3 separate regions of the Mus musculus genome follow, and all the other regions are linked to region 1. The links are chromatin contacts, called in public promoter capture Hi-C maps. All regions are on one chromosome and are shown on one strand. Each heading gives the region's core, a stretch centred on a gene start, on an enhancer-like site or on the middle of the called end of the contact. The rest is flanking DNA. Distances are from core to core; before and after follow the strand shown. Region 1 overlaps Cpq (carboxypeptidase Q). Region 2 holds the start of Sdc2 (syndecan 2). Region 3 holds the start of Tspyl5 (testis-specific protein, Y-encoded-like 5).

The links. Promoter capture Hi-C pulls out the DNA fragments that hold promoters and counts their contacts.
Region 2: a promoter capture Hi-C map of cranial neural crest shows a contact between it and region 1, with 2.9 times the contacts expected there. The contact joins the promoter of Sdc2 here to the enhancer-like site in region 1. A contact is called at or near these places in 5 of 39 promoter capture datasets (the 3T3-L1 cell line, cranial neural crest, liver and 1 more), 2 of 484 Hi-C or Micro-C datasets (the C2C12 cell line and liver) and 1 of 115 datasets of contacts at active chromatin or transcription factors (embryonic limb bud).
Region 3: a promoter capture Hi-C map of second pharyngeal arch cranial neural crest shows a contact between it and region 1, with 2.9 times the contacts expected there. The contact joins the promoter of Tspyl5 here to the enhancer-like site in region 1. A contact is called at or near these places in 12 of 39 promoter capture datasets (the 3T3-L1 cell line, 3T3-L1-derived adipocytes, cranial neural crest and 7 more) and 1 of 9 other capture datasets (adipose tissue).

The regions. Positions count from the first base shown.
Region 1 is chr15:33,311,927-33,316,208 of GRCm38.p6, reverse strand. All of the region lies in intron 4 of Cpq (carboxypeptidase Q), which reads right to left. Among named protein-coding and RNA genes, the nearest start is that of Cpq, 230 kb to the right of the region's middle. Within about 2 kb of position 2,373, at least 4 of the 459 cell types and tissues checked have an H3K27ac peak or open chromatin away from gene starts, as enhancers often do.
Region 2 is chr15:32,918,143-32,922,424 of GRCm38.p6, reverse strand. It overlaps Sdc2 (syndecan 2), which reads right to left and starts at 1,702. Exons shown (of 5, transcript NM_008304.2): 1 at 1,120-1,702. The coding sequence starts at 1,179.
Region 3 is chr15:33,685,746-33,690,027 of GRCm38.p6, reverse strand. It overlaps Tspyl5 (testis-specific protein, Y-encoded-like 5), which reads left to right and starts at 2,145. Exons shown (of 1, transcript NM_001085421.1): 1 at 2,145-4,282. The coding sequence starts at 2,231. The coding sequence ends at 3,451.

The DNA.
Region 1 (4,282 bases), core at 1,124-3,623:
TTAAATTAAGAAACAAGAATGTGCAAGAATAAGAATATGCTTCATCTAATCACTTATGCTTAATTTAGTGAACAATATAACAATTATGGCATGTTTGGCACATGACCACAATGCTCATCAAAACTGTACTGAGGCTGCTCTTGTAGCCATGAGGAAACCATGCTAACCTCTCCATAAGGTTTCTAATGATTATCATTTAAAATTGCCAATTATCATAAAACACAGAAACAGTCCAAAAGACAAACACAACCCTATCGTTCCATCTATCTATCTATCTATCTATCCATCTACTATCTATTTCTATATATTTACCTATATGTATACTTACATACATATGTGTGTGTGTATTTCACTTAAAGATCATGTTTTATCATACATCTTGTAACAGGTTAAATGAATTATTAAATATACTAAAACTCCTCTTCAAAAGATATTTTAAAGGATTTACTTTATTATTTATTTGTGTGTGTATGTATGTATGTATGTATGTGGCTGCCCACAAAGGTCAAAAAATGTCAGATCCCTGGGATTAGAGTTACGGAAAGTTGTGAGCCATTAGATATAGATGCTGGAAAGAAACCAAACTTGGATTTCCTGGAGGACCAACATGAGCTCTTGAATGCTGAGACATTTCTTTAGGCTTACACAGCCTTCTTACTTAATATGATTAACAGGAACTGCTCTTACCTCTAGAAAACTGTAAACTTGCAACTGGATGCCTAGAGATTTCTGTACATATCAAGGTTTGGCTTATGGGCTTATCACTGCGTGAAATACATAGATAGCTCTCCATAGTCAATCAATGAACGAGGTATGGCATAGAATAACAAGTAAATCTGGGAATTTCTACTTCTAAAAACTCATCTGGGTAGCAGGATGCCAAGGAACACATTTAATTGGTTACAAAATGTTATATTCTACTTGATTTTTTTATAGCAGAACTGGAGCAGTGAGGGCCAGGGAAAACCCAGCTGTTCTTCATTTATTTTCTTGGCTGCACATTAAGCTAAAGTTTTCAAAACATGTACCCAGACAGGGAAGTAATCAGAGAAATGTTACTGCTCTGAATAGCCCTAACTCCTCATATGACAGCATTCTATGGGTTTTGGCTTTGAAGTAAAGATTTCTAATAATGTTTTAATCAATTTCCTATCTTCCAAACTAATTCATAAGGATCAAAATCACTACATAAACAGTGGTTATTACAATGTAACATGATGAATTCCTCAAAATCCTGTTCATTTTTAGTTGTGTGACTTTTTTATTATCCTATATTGTGCAATTTTTGTAAGTGTGTTAGCTGTGGCACATGCCCATCTATATGTGCACACAGCCAACTTTGACTAAGACATCTTGTAGTAAGTGTTTACCAATTCATTAAACTCTTGCTCATATTTCTCATCTTTACCACTTAGCTTTTGCGACATCTCAGACATAGTTATTCTTTTGTGAGTATCTTGTGCTCCTGATTCATATATGAGACTTCTAGAAGGCTTTAGTTTCTTAGCACTTAGATCTCTTATGTCTGGGCTAAAAGTCATCTCACCATGGAGGTTGGCATCTACCTTAGCAAGTGACCAAACAGAATGTGTATAGAAAAAAAAAATCCACTGCTTGTAAGCTATATTGCTTTTCTGCTCAAGTCTTGGACACCTTGCATGACTTCTGCCTAATCTCATTCATTGTAAGCCAGTCACTAACATCTTTTCACATGTAAGGGAGAGGAACTCAACTCTGCCTCTCAGAAAAAAGAAAAACACACTGTGGGCACATTCAGAGGGTCCAGCATTACTTTAATCACATCACTGTCCTGTTTAAATTTCTTACTTACATGTCTACACTTCAGGTTTACTTCTGGATACTCTTGATGTATTTATTCTATGCCATATAACACTGCAAAGATATGTGCAGTGACTGAATTAAGTTATAGAAAAATCACACTCTGTGTTTTCCTCTTGGGGCTAAGGTCTCTTGTATCTCAGACTGACCTTAAAGTTGTCAAGTAACCAAGAATAAGTTTGAATTCTGATGCCCTTTTTCTCTCTCCTGTGTCCTGGGATTACAAGTATCACCACTCTTAGGTATACAGCATTCTGCCTGCATGTATGCCTACATGCTAGAAAGGGGCATCAGGTCCCAGTATAGATGGTTATGAGCCACCATGTGGTTGCTGGGGATTGAACTCAGGACCTCTGGAAGCACAGCCTCTGAGCCATCTCTCAAGCCCAAGTACTACCACTCTTATTTTTAATGCAATGCTGCAGATCAAACCCAGGCTTTCACACATGATACCCCCAGTTCCACAAAGTGTGTTTTTTATCTCCTACTATGGGGCATGTATCTGACTTAAGTTTTTATTCCCACCTGAACCTTCTTTGGCTTACTTATCTTGAAAGCGAGAACCATAATAATCAACTCTGTTCGGTGACTGAGGAAAATATAGATAAAAGTGTACGTTAAATCACAAAATATGCAGCAGTTAGTACTGAGTTAGCCAGGATATAGTGCTACAAGCCCATAGTGCTACAGAGGAGGTTGAATTCATTCCAGTTCTTGCTGCCTACATTAAGCACCTACTACTAGACAAGGCCCCTTTCTTTTATCTTTTAACTTTTCTGCCTCAGAATGATTCCAATCCTCATGCCCTGCATATGCAAGTATTCAATAAGCATTTTCTACCTCTGATACTGATGGTTGCCTCTATTTTCCTTTATTCAGTGTACAACAGGGGGCATTTTTAGGTATGCGTATTTTACGAACTAGAAAGAAATTAAAAAGTATAAGGTGAGGAATGTCTGAGAATATAGGTTAATGCGTAGGTCAGACATGAACTGAAATCCCAGCTCTGCTGGTCAGCCGGTAAGCCCCGTGATCCCTTGATGCTTTGTTTCCTTTGACATTTATATGGAAATAGTAAGTTTACTTATTAAAGAGATAATATGTGAAAAGAGTTTAGAATGTCACCTTTCAGTGCTAAGTGCCCCTGGGAATGTGTTTCTTCTATAACTCTATTTTTTTCACGTTGTTCTCTCATCAGGGCAAGATGTGCTGCCTGTGGACAAGTAGACCCTACTGCTTGCAAGTCCGATTTGGCACACCAGAATGACTTCAATACAGGAATGAGTAGTCCCCAGTGTTTGTTCTGCCTACCTGGATAGCAATCTACCAAAAACAGCTGGAACTGTTTCCATTTGCTATTTAGCTTAGCCCAGGGGCATGCAGGGCCATAAGCACATTTCAGGGATTTGAAAAATAAACAACGAAATGTTTCATGTTTACCACATGTGTCTTTTTCCTCCCATGATTTAGTTTGGCTTGTTCTCAGCCATAAAAATTTACAAAAAAGAAAAGAATGGATTTGACAGCATAAATCTTTCTAACCCATCCCCCAAAATCTTCCAATCCAAGGTTATGATGGGAACACATGTTCTAACTAATATGTTCATGATATTTTTAATAATTACTTTGCTCATGAACGTTTATTCAGCTGCCTATGTTGGTAAAAATATTCTCACCCAGGCAGAGTAACCTCCTGTACTGTCCGAGATTTTCCAAACCATCAGACCATGAGATACATTCAGACAAAGGGGAAATGTGCATTCAGGGACTGCCTTTCACTATTCAATTATGTATGCAATAAGTTTATCCAGCAGGTCAATTTCTTCGATGAGAATCTTGTTTATTCAGCCAATGAAAATCTTGACATCAGTGTTGGAGCAGTTTCCAAAGAGATTGCTTAGCTATTCAATAATTTATTTAGGAAAACATACAATACAGGCCATGCCTTTTTTCTAGGTTATTTTACAGCATACCTTCATGAAAACAAGCTTCCTTTTTTGATGGATTTGGAAATTACAGGAAATCACATCTCACCCTGAAAGGATCTTTGGTCCTTTCAAATGTATTATTTTCTCTTCTTGGAATATACCCTGTCCACCTCAATCTAATTCCTAGAAACATTAGTATCTTTAAGTTTTACTGTCTCCAGAAAGCCTTTCTTAGCCTTGTTGGCCAGGATGGTGTCTCTGCAATTAGTCTCCATGGCACTGCAAACTGATAAATGATGGCACTCATGGGACACACACAGCTCATGAACACACCTCCCACCCACCAATGCTGTTTAAGTGTCAGGCTCTACTATACCACTCAAAAAGCTGTGAGTCCCATGACTTAACCCAGCACAGAGCTAGGGCTGAAAAAGAACCTGTGGGACTATGGGATGAATGTGCAGATCCTCCTTCTCACATGGCCTCCGCATCTCCTTCTTCTCTTTTGTATCTGA
Region 2 (4,282 bases), core at 453-2,952, 390 kb after region 1:
AAGAGGAGCACTCCTTAATTGAGCCTGCAGCCCTGGGACTGCATGTCAATAGAAGCTGCTTGGACTTCCACCTGCCAAAACAGACCTGTAGTGACCCAGATAGGGGCTGGCACACTAGTCATGAGCCTAAGAGTGCATACACTGGGCAACGCAGAGAAACAAACTCCAACCCCAGAAACACAATCCTGACCAGAAATCAAATTTCCAGGGCCACAGAGGTGAAAGGATGCTAGTAGTGGAAGAAGACAGTTCATGGGAATATGGATCCAAAGGAGTATGAGGTTGGCAGGACAGAAATCTACATTCCCTCCAGCAGCCAGAGGATCTGAGGGCCAAAGCAATGTCACAAGCACCCTCATCTTTCCATTTTGAAAAATTCCATCTCTCTCCAACAGCTTTGCTCCACAAGGACCGTTCCTGGAAGATCCCAGAAACCAGAGAGCCCAGGCCTGTTCCCAAAAGCTCCATGAAGCCAGGAGCCTCCAAATAGACCACCGACTGCATCTCCACTTAGTGTGGGCCCCTTGCCACAGCCACAGGGAGCATTAAACAAATGCACTTTTAGAAACTTTCACTCCTGATACTCTCGGTTTCCTTAATATGGACCCTATCTCCCTAAACTTGCCTTCAGTCAAGCTCAAAGCCTGGAGTAGGGGGATGTGTGCAGAGGAACAGATCCTCCCCAAAGTTTCCAACTCACCCCTGGGGTTTGTCCAGTACACAGAGCTTACTGGATCCTTTCCTGGCCCGCAGTGGTGCTCTAGTAACCTGCAACTTTTAGCCCTCTGTCCTTCCTAGACTACACCATAAAATCCCCCAAGGCAGAAAGCTGGAAATGACTTTAAGGACCTGTGGGGTCCCTAACCTCCAAGTCTTGTGCTCCCACCCCCTGAAGACATGGCTTGGGTAACTCCCTGTAGCAGCTCAATTGTGCAAGAGGGAAAAGGAAGAGCCCAGGGGCAAGTGGTTGAAAAGCAAGCTCATTTGTTTCAGTAGAACCTAGGCAGCCCCACGTTCAGGGTTGGCAGATCCCCCAGGTAGCATCCCCCAATTACCCTCTGGCTCTTCTATTTGCCCGGGCACTCTTAACAGTGCACTTCCCCGGCTGGGCCCACTCACCGTCTCTGCGGACACACAGGCCATCAAGCCCAAGGTGAGCAGGATCCACGCGCGCTGCATATTCCCCAGGGATGTGGCTCCTACCCGGATAAAAGGAAGCCCAGAGCAAGCCTAAGAGGGCCTAGAAAAAAAAGAAGCTGAGCCGCCTCCAGGAGAGAGGTTTGGGCTCCGATTCCGAGCTCTAGCTGTCTTCTCTGGCGCCTGCTCTAGCGTTCTCCCTGCGCCCCGGAAACGCGGCGCCTTCTCACTTGTTGGCTTCTGTACTCCCAACCCAGAGTTGCTGCTTCGCGAGGCTGTTTTCTTGGTCTGGTCCTACAGGGCAGCGTTGTGCTTTCACTCGGCGGACTCCGGTGTCTGGGTCGCAATGCTGTCTGATTTGAAGCAAGCAGTCGATGGGTTGAAACCGAGCTGCCGCTCAAGTTTAGGATGCCGAAAGGCGAACGGCGGCGGGGACGCGCGGTCTGAGGGGCTGGAGCTCCAGGAGTATCTGGAGTACAGCACTCTACAGCTAGACTGGTGGCTTGGCTGCAGCGCCCCTCCTTCTACGCGCCGCCTCCTCCTGGGTCCTCCCCCTCGATCTCACCCCACACCCCTCCGTGTCCTCTCCCTGGTCCTGGTCTTGGTCCTGCTCAGCCTCCGCTTCAACCGCCCCTACCTTCCCTCCCTTCTTAGCCTGGCCCTCAAGGTTCCTCCCAGCTACTGGGGGAAAGGAGGTTGCCAGGACTCCATGATAAAACCAGGGAGAAATTCTTACGGGATTACACTGGGATTGGCAGCTCCCAGAGCCAGTGGGAGCCAGCAGCTCCACTCTGTGGCTGTCCTGAGAACCTGCCTCTGCAAACCTTAGTGCTCTTTCATTTTCTCTCTCCTTCTTTCCCCTTCTCAACACCCTCTCCTCTCCCCACCACCCTTCTGTCTCCCTTTCCCTTTCCTTCTCCTTTTCTTCGCTGTAATTTTCTAAAGAAAATTCGATGAAGGTTTAATGGGCATATTGAGCCTTTTCTTACTTGTGAAAATTGGGTCAATAGAAAGATGAGAGTCGAGAAAAATGAGAAAGTTTATACATCCCCTTCAAGTATTCACAGTGCCCATAGGTCTCCAGATAATGAAGATTGCAATTCAAAAACGACAAAAATAATTGTAACAAGTTAGTGTTAAGATTCTCCTTGGAACTTTCCCCCATGACCCACCTCCACCCCCATCCCAACTATAACCCACAACCCACAACCCTCAAAAAGGTAGAAAAACAAAACCCAAAACACAACAACTCCAAAGCACAACTCATTAAAGGCTTACAAACCATTTCTGCTGCTCACAGTTTGTACCCTGCCTCCTGACTCACACACACACAAACACACACACACTGCCCCAGGCATCAGCTAAGTTCGATTTCCATATTTTTACTTTTGGAAAATGTAAAATTGCAACAGATAAGGATGAAAAATTAGAGAGTCTAGATATTAGCAGATGAATTTCAGAGAATGAATGGTTAAGTAGTTTCTGGCTTTAAGAAAATGAGTATGTATTTCCTACATAAAGCAAAAGCATGCGTCATGTAGTTCGGTGCTGTATGGTGCTACAGAACCAGGCAGGCACATACTCTTCTAATGCTCACCGATGTTCTCTTGGATTTAGAAACTGAATGAATTATGGACCCATTTTCTTCTGTAATGTCCATTTATAAAGGGACAGGGACATTTCAGTATTAGCCACTATTTTGTTATCATGTAGGATGAATTAAAAATACATAATAACTATTTTGTAGGTAAATACTACTCCAGACCTCAAGCCACACCATAAAAAGCTCTGTGATTTTCTCACACAAACACATACCCATACACACACACACACACACACGCACACATGCACAAACACACATACACAGAGACAGAGAGACAGAGACAGGCAGAGACAGAGACAGACAGAGAGACAGAGAGAGACAGAGAGAGAGACAGAGAGACAGAGAGAGATACAGACATGAGGCCCTAGTCATTTTAGAACTAAACTGTAGTCATATCCTGTCTTAGTTAGGGTTTTACTGCTGTGAACAGACACCATGATCAAGGCAAGTCTTATAAAAAACAGCATTTACTTGGGGCTGGTTTACAGGTTCATAGGTTCAGTCCATTATCACCAAGGTGTGAGAATGGCAGTATCCAGGCAGGCATGGCACAGGCAGAGCTGAGAGTTCTATGTCTTCATCCAAAGGCTGTTAGTGGAAGACTGACTTCCAGGCAACTGGGGGAGAGTCTTAAGCCCACAGCCACAGTCACACACCTACTCCAACCAGGTCACACCTATTCCAACAAGACCACACCTCCAAACAGTGCCACTCCCTAGTCTAAGAATATACAAACCTTCACACATCCTAAGTGTGACTATTAGAATGTTTTAGTGATAAGTTACTGTTATAAATCTCAAAAGAAAAAAATTAGCAGGAGAACCATACCTTAAGACATCAACTCTGGCTCAGAAAGCTAACTCCCAACTTTCTGGTTCTTATAAGCAGCCTAAGGCACTGGCAGCCAAGAGAGGACAGGGAGGGGTACAACTAATGGCCACTAGTGGCCATCAGAAAGGTCTCTAAATCTGGGAATTATGAAGGTGTATTTCTACATCTGCTATGTGAAATATTTATGAAAATTGGTGGAGACTAAAATCCAGTTGAAATTTATTAATTATATCTGATACAGAAAAGATAGACCAGCTATCATTCTCCATATGTTCTGAGGTCCTCCAGCTGATGAGCTGGAGTTAAAGGGGTCTAGCAAAAAAATATTCTTAACTGATATCTTCTAAGATTTCATGGAGTGGTCTCAGAAGAAAATATACAGGATGAGAACCAGTGATATGGTTCAGCACATTTATGTTTAGGTATGGACCTTGAATTCCTGATCTTTCCAAAACTTTTATCATGAAGGGGTGTTGGATTTTGTCAAATGCTTTCTCGGTATCTAACGAGATGATCATGTGTTTTTTGTCTTTGAGTTTGTTTACATAGTGGATTACATTGATGGATTTAGATATATTAAACCATCCCTGCATCCCTGGGATGAAGCCTACTTGAATGATCATTTTGATGTGTTCTTGGATTCGGTTTGCAAAGCTTTTATTGAGTGTTTTGTTATTTTTATTAGATATTTTCTATATATACATTTCAAAT
Region 3 (4,282 bases), core at 896-3,395, 370 kb before region 1:
TTCTGAGGCAGGAGACCAGAGTATTGGAGAAAGCATAGGACAGAAGGTTAGAGGGGAAACCTGTCAGAGCTGGAGCTTTGCAGGCAACTGCAGGCCTTTTGAGAAAGTTAGAACTCACATGTATTGGTTAGTTACAGTTATTACTTAGTTTCAGAGCAACCTCCCCAACCCCGGCTTCTACACTTAAAATTTAATGTGTATAAAAGCTGCCTAAGGAGCAAAATGCCCATGTAGGGAGATACAGAGATAAAGTATGGAGCAGAGACTGAAGGAAAGACAATCCAGAGACTGCCCCACCTGGGGATGCATCCCATATACAGTTACCAAATCTAGACACTATTGTGGATTCCAACAAGTACTTGCTGGCAGGAGCTCCATATATCTGAGAGGCTCTGCCAGTGCCTGACAAACACAGAGGTGGATGTTCTCAGCCAACTATTGGACTGAGCACAGGATCCACAATGAAGGAGCTAGGGAAAGTACCCAAGGAGCTGAAGGGGTTTGCAGCCCCATAGGAGGAACAACAATATGAACCAACCAGTACCCCCAGAGTTTCCAGGGACTAAACCACCAACCAAAGAGTATACATGGACAGACCCATGGCTCCAGCTGCATATGTAGCCGAGGATGGCCCTGTGGCATATCAATGGGAAGAGAGACCCTTGGTCCTGTGAAAATTCAATGCCCCAGTGTAGGGAAGAATTCAATGCCAGAATAGGGAAGCAGGAGTGGGTGGGCTGGTAAGCAGGTGGGTAGGAGGGATGGGATAGGGGGAAACAAGGAAAGGGTATAACATTTTAAATGTAAATAAAGAAAATATCTAAAATAAATAAAAATAAAAGCTGGCCGAGAGCTTGTTAACATTTAGTTGCTGATCTAGTAGTTCTTGTGCACCTTGAGCAAGCTTCCATATCCTGCCCAACGGCTAGGCTTACTTCTCTGTTTTTCACTGCAAGGGTGTTGTGGTGTTTGAACCTGGAAGATCCACTCAGAAAGTTTCTCTTCACATTTGTCATGCATTCCCTCAGTACTCATGGTGCTGTAGCCCTGCTATAGGATATGAGGTTTCTTTAGGAGTGCCAGACAGGTTTTCTGGCTGATTCTCTGTAGGCTATGAAAAATTTCTAGGGCTCCCTCCCTCACTACTCCTGTAAACCCTCTGTCTCAAAAATCTCACCTGGAAATCCTTCTCTACTCCTAGAATGGTATTTTTATTCTATGTGTGTCCTATCCCAATTACAGGAGCTTGGACTCAGGCCTGTTATTTCTGGCTCTGGACTGGGATTCACAGCGTTACTCTGTGTAGACCTGAGGCAGCTGGAGGATTTGTGCCTAGGCAAGGAGTTTGGAATTTGTTAACATGCTGAACAGCTTAGGAGTCACCATAGCCATTTGCAAAGGGCCAACAGATTATGGTAGCATGGTAACATAATTAGGCCAAGCCTTTTTCTCCTTCGCTGTATAGTCTCCAGAATGTTCCTTAGTATCCCTCTCCTCTCCACCTGCTCTTCCTCCTCCTCACTAAGGACTGAATCCTCCTCCTCACTAAGGACTGAATCCAGGACTTCCCACATGCTGAGTAACTGTTTTATCACTGAGATGTAACTAACACCAGCCCTCAGTTGCCATTTTATCAGGAAACTGGGAACAAGAATACCTCCTTCAAGAACAGAGATAATGTAAAATTAGTATTCAGTAAAATGCCTTGTATGTTACTTTTTTATTCTTTCTAAGTCATTTTACATAAATATTATGGTTCTGGCTTTCACATTCCCTAGAGTTGAATCGTTGGGACAAATCTTACAGTAGAATAATTATGTAATGAGACAGACATGCCGATGACCAATTAATTATGAGAGATGTCACAGAAAATAACAGAAGAGGAAAAATACTTAGAAAATTGATGGAGACGGTAGTGGGTGCCTTTACGATGTCACTGTAGGAGCAATGGCTCTGTCTTATGAACCCCTGGGGACACGCTTGCTATCAATGATAGGAGATGAGTCAGCAACACTACCAAGGCCAAGCACAGGTGGAAACTAACTTTCTAACTGCAAAATAAGACTAAGGGCGTGTAGCATGTGAGGGTGGGCTGGTACGCAGCCGCTGAGCGGAGCCAATCACTGGGTGCAGTGGGTCCTGCCGTGGTGACGTCACGGTTGCCATGGAGAGGCCAGCTTCGTAGAGACCCTGGGCTGGTAGCGGCTTTGAAACCTTGTTCTCTGGCACCATGAGCGGACGGAGTAGGGGTCGAAAGTCTTCCCGCGCCAAAGGCCGGGGCAAAGGCCGGGCCAGAGCCCGGGTCCGGGCCGCTGCGGAAGACGCCTGGCACGACGAAAAGCCACCACAGAGCCCGCGGCTCGGGGAGGACTCCGCGGCCGCGCAGGTGCAGGCCGGCGCAGCTCAAGGAGGCGCCGAACCAGCCGAGCTGCGGGAAGAGGCGGCCTGCCGCCTCCCGCTGGACTGCGGCCTGGCGTTGCGGGCTCGGGCTGCAGACGAGCGCGGGCTGGCGGCCCCTGATCCGGACCTGGAGAGGGCCCGTTCCCTCGCCGAGCGCCTGACCAGCGACACCAGCTTCGTGGGAACCGTGGGAGCCTTGGCGAAGCTGCGACGCGGCTCCCGCATTGGAAATCGGCGAGTCCCCGGGAGGAAGGCCCCAGATACTCGGAGCGCCACGGGGAGGGGACCTCAGGCCACAGTTAGTGGGAAGCCGAAGATGGCCTCTGCGGGGTTGTGCGCCGCTGCTCCAGTGGGGGAGGAAAAAAAGATGACAGAGAAGCATGCTGGGGCAGGGTCTCCCGCGACAGTGGGCAGCATGGATACCCTAGAGACGGTCCAGCTAAAGCTAGAGACCATGAATGCACAGGCTGACAGGGCATATCTCAGGCTTTCACGCAAGTTTGGCCAGTTGCGACTTCACCACTTAGAGCGCCGGAACCTCCTCATCCAGAGCATTCCGGGCTTCTGGGGGCAAGCTTTTCAGAACCATCCCCAGCTGTCAGCTTTTCTGAATACCAAAGATAAGGAGGTATTGAGCTATTTGAACAGACTGGAGGTGGAAGAACTTGGCCTTGCCAGGTTGGGCTACAAAATCAAGTTCTACTTTGGCCGAAACCCCTATTTCCAAAACAAGGTGCTCATTAAGGAATATGGCTGTGGTCCATCCGGTCAAGTGGTGTCTCGTTCAGCTCCAATCCAGTGGCTCCCAGGCCATGATCTACAATCCCTAAGCAAGGAAAACCCAGAAAACAATGGTAGCTTCTTTGGGTGGTTTTCAAATCACAGCTCTATTGAGTCTGACAAGATTGTTGAGATAATTAATGAGGACCTGTGGCCCAATCCTCTACAGTACTACCTGATCAGTGAAGAAGCCCGTGGAGAGAAAGGAAAGGAAGAAAGGCCAGGTCCAGCAAAACTGAGCCCTGCACCTGCAGTGAGGCAGCCCAACTGATCCGACACAGATCTCCCTACCACCTCTTGCTGGACCTGTTAGGCTGACCACGTGGGTTTGGTTGTCTGCCTTCTGTTCATACCATACATGGTAGCCACTTTGGACTTATCTTCAAGAATGTGACATTTGTGATAATATTCTCTGCTTCCCCATGACCTCACCTTGTCACAATAGTGTTGCATGTGTGACATTCTCACTGTTTGTGTATCAATCACTTCTGATATATGACTTTCTCTACACTATCCAGTCCCTGTTCTTGGCTCTGGCTCTTCCCACTTTCCTTTCACCTGGACATTCTGAGTCATTGTCCAGATGGATATTCAAGCTATGCTACTTCATGGCCAGTCAGCTGGGCTTTGTGTCCATTTTAAGCATGCATGTTATCAGTGGCAAGATTTTTCTATTGCTATCACAAAATGAAGCCAGTGCTTTTATTCTGTGGGTATGGAGACATCAACCAAGGTTCTTCCTATTTTGTTTCCCACTTCAGCCTAGGTCCAGCAGACTACTGGTGTGGATGAGGACAAGGGAAAACAAGAATATGTTCTGTTCACATCATACATCTCTTCTTGCCTCATAGACAGCCTGCTAGTGAACCCTCATCATGGTCTGGCTATGCCTGACTGCAGTCAGTCCATTGACTGTTGGCTAGGTGGGTGTTATTGGCTCCATCTTGCTTATCAAAGACCTCAAGAACTGCCTATGGACCCAGGTACCTTCCCAATGCATGAGCTACAAACCCACCTTCCCCAGACTTTAGAAAACCTACTGCTTGTCAGATTGGTGGGCAGCCTGGCATTTGTGAACATATGCTTGTTGCTCTCATGTTGT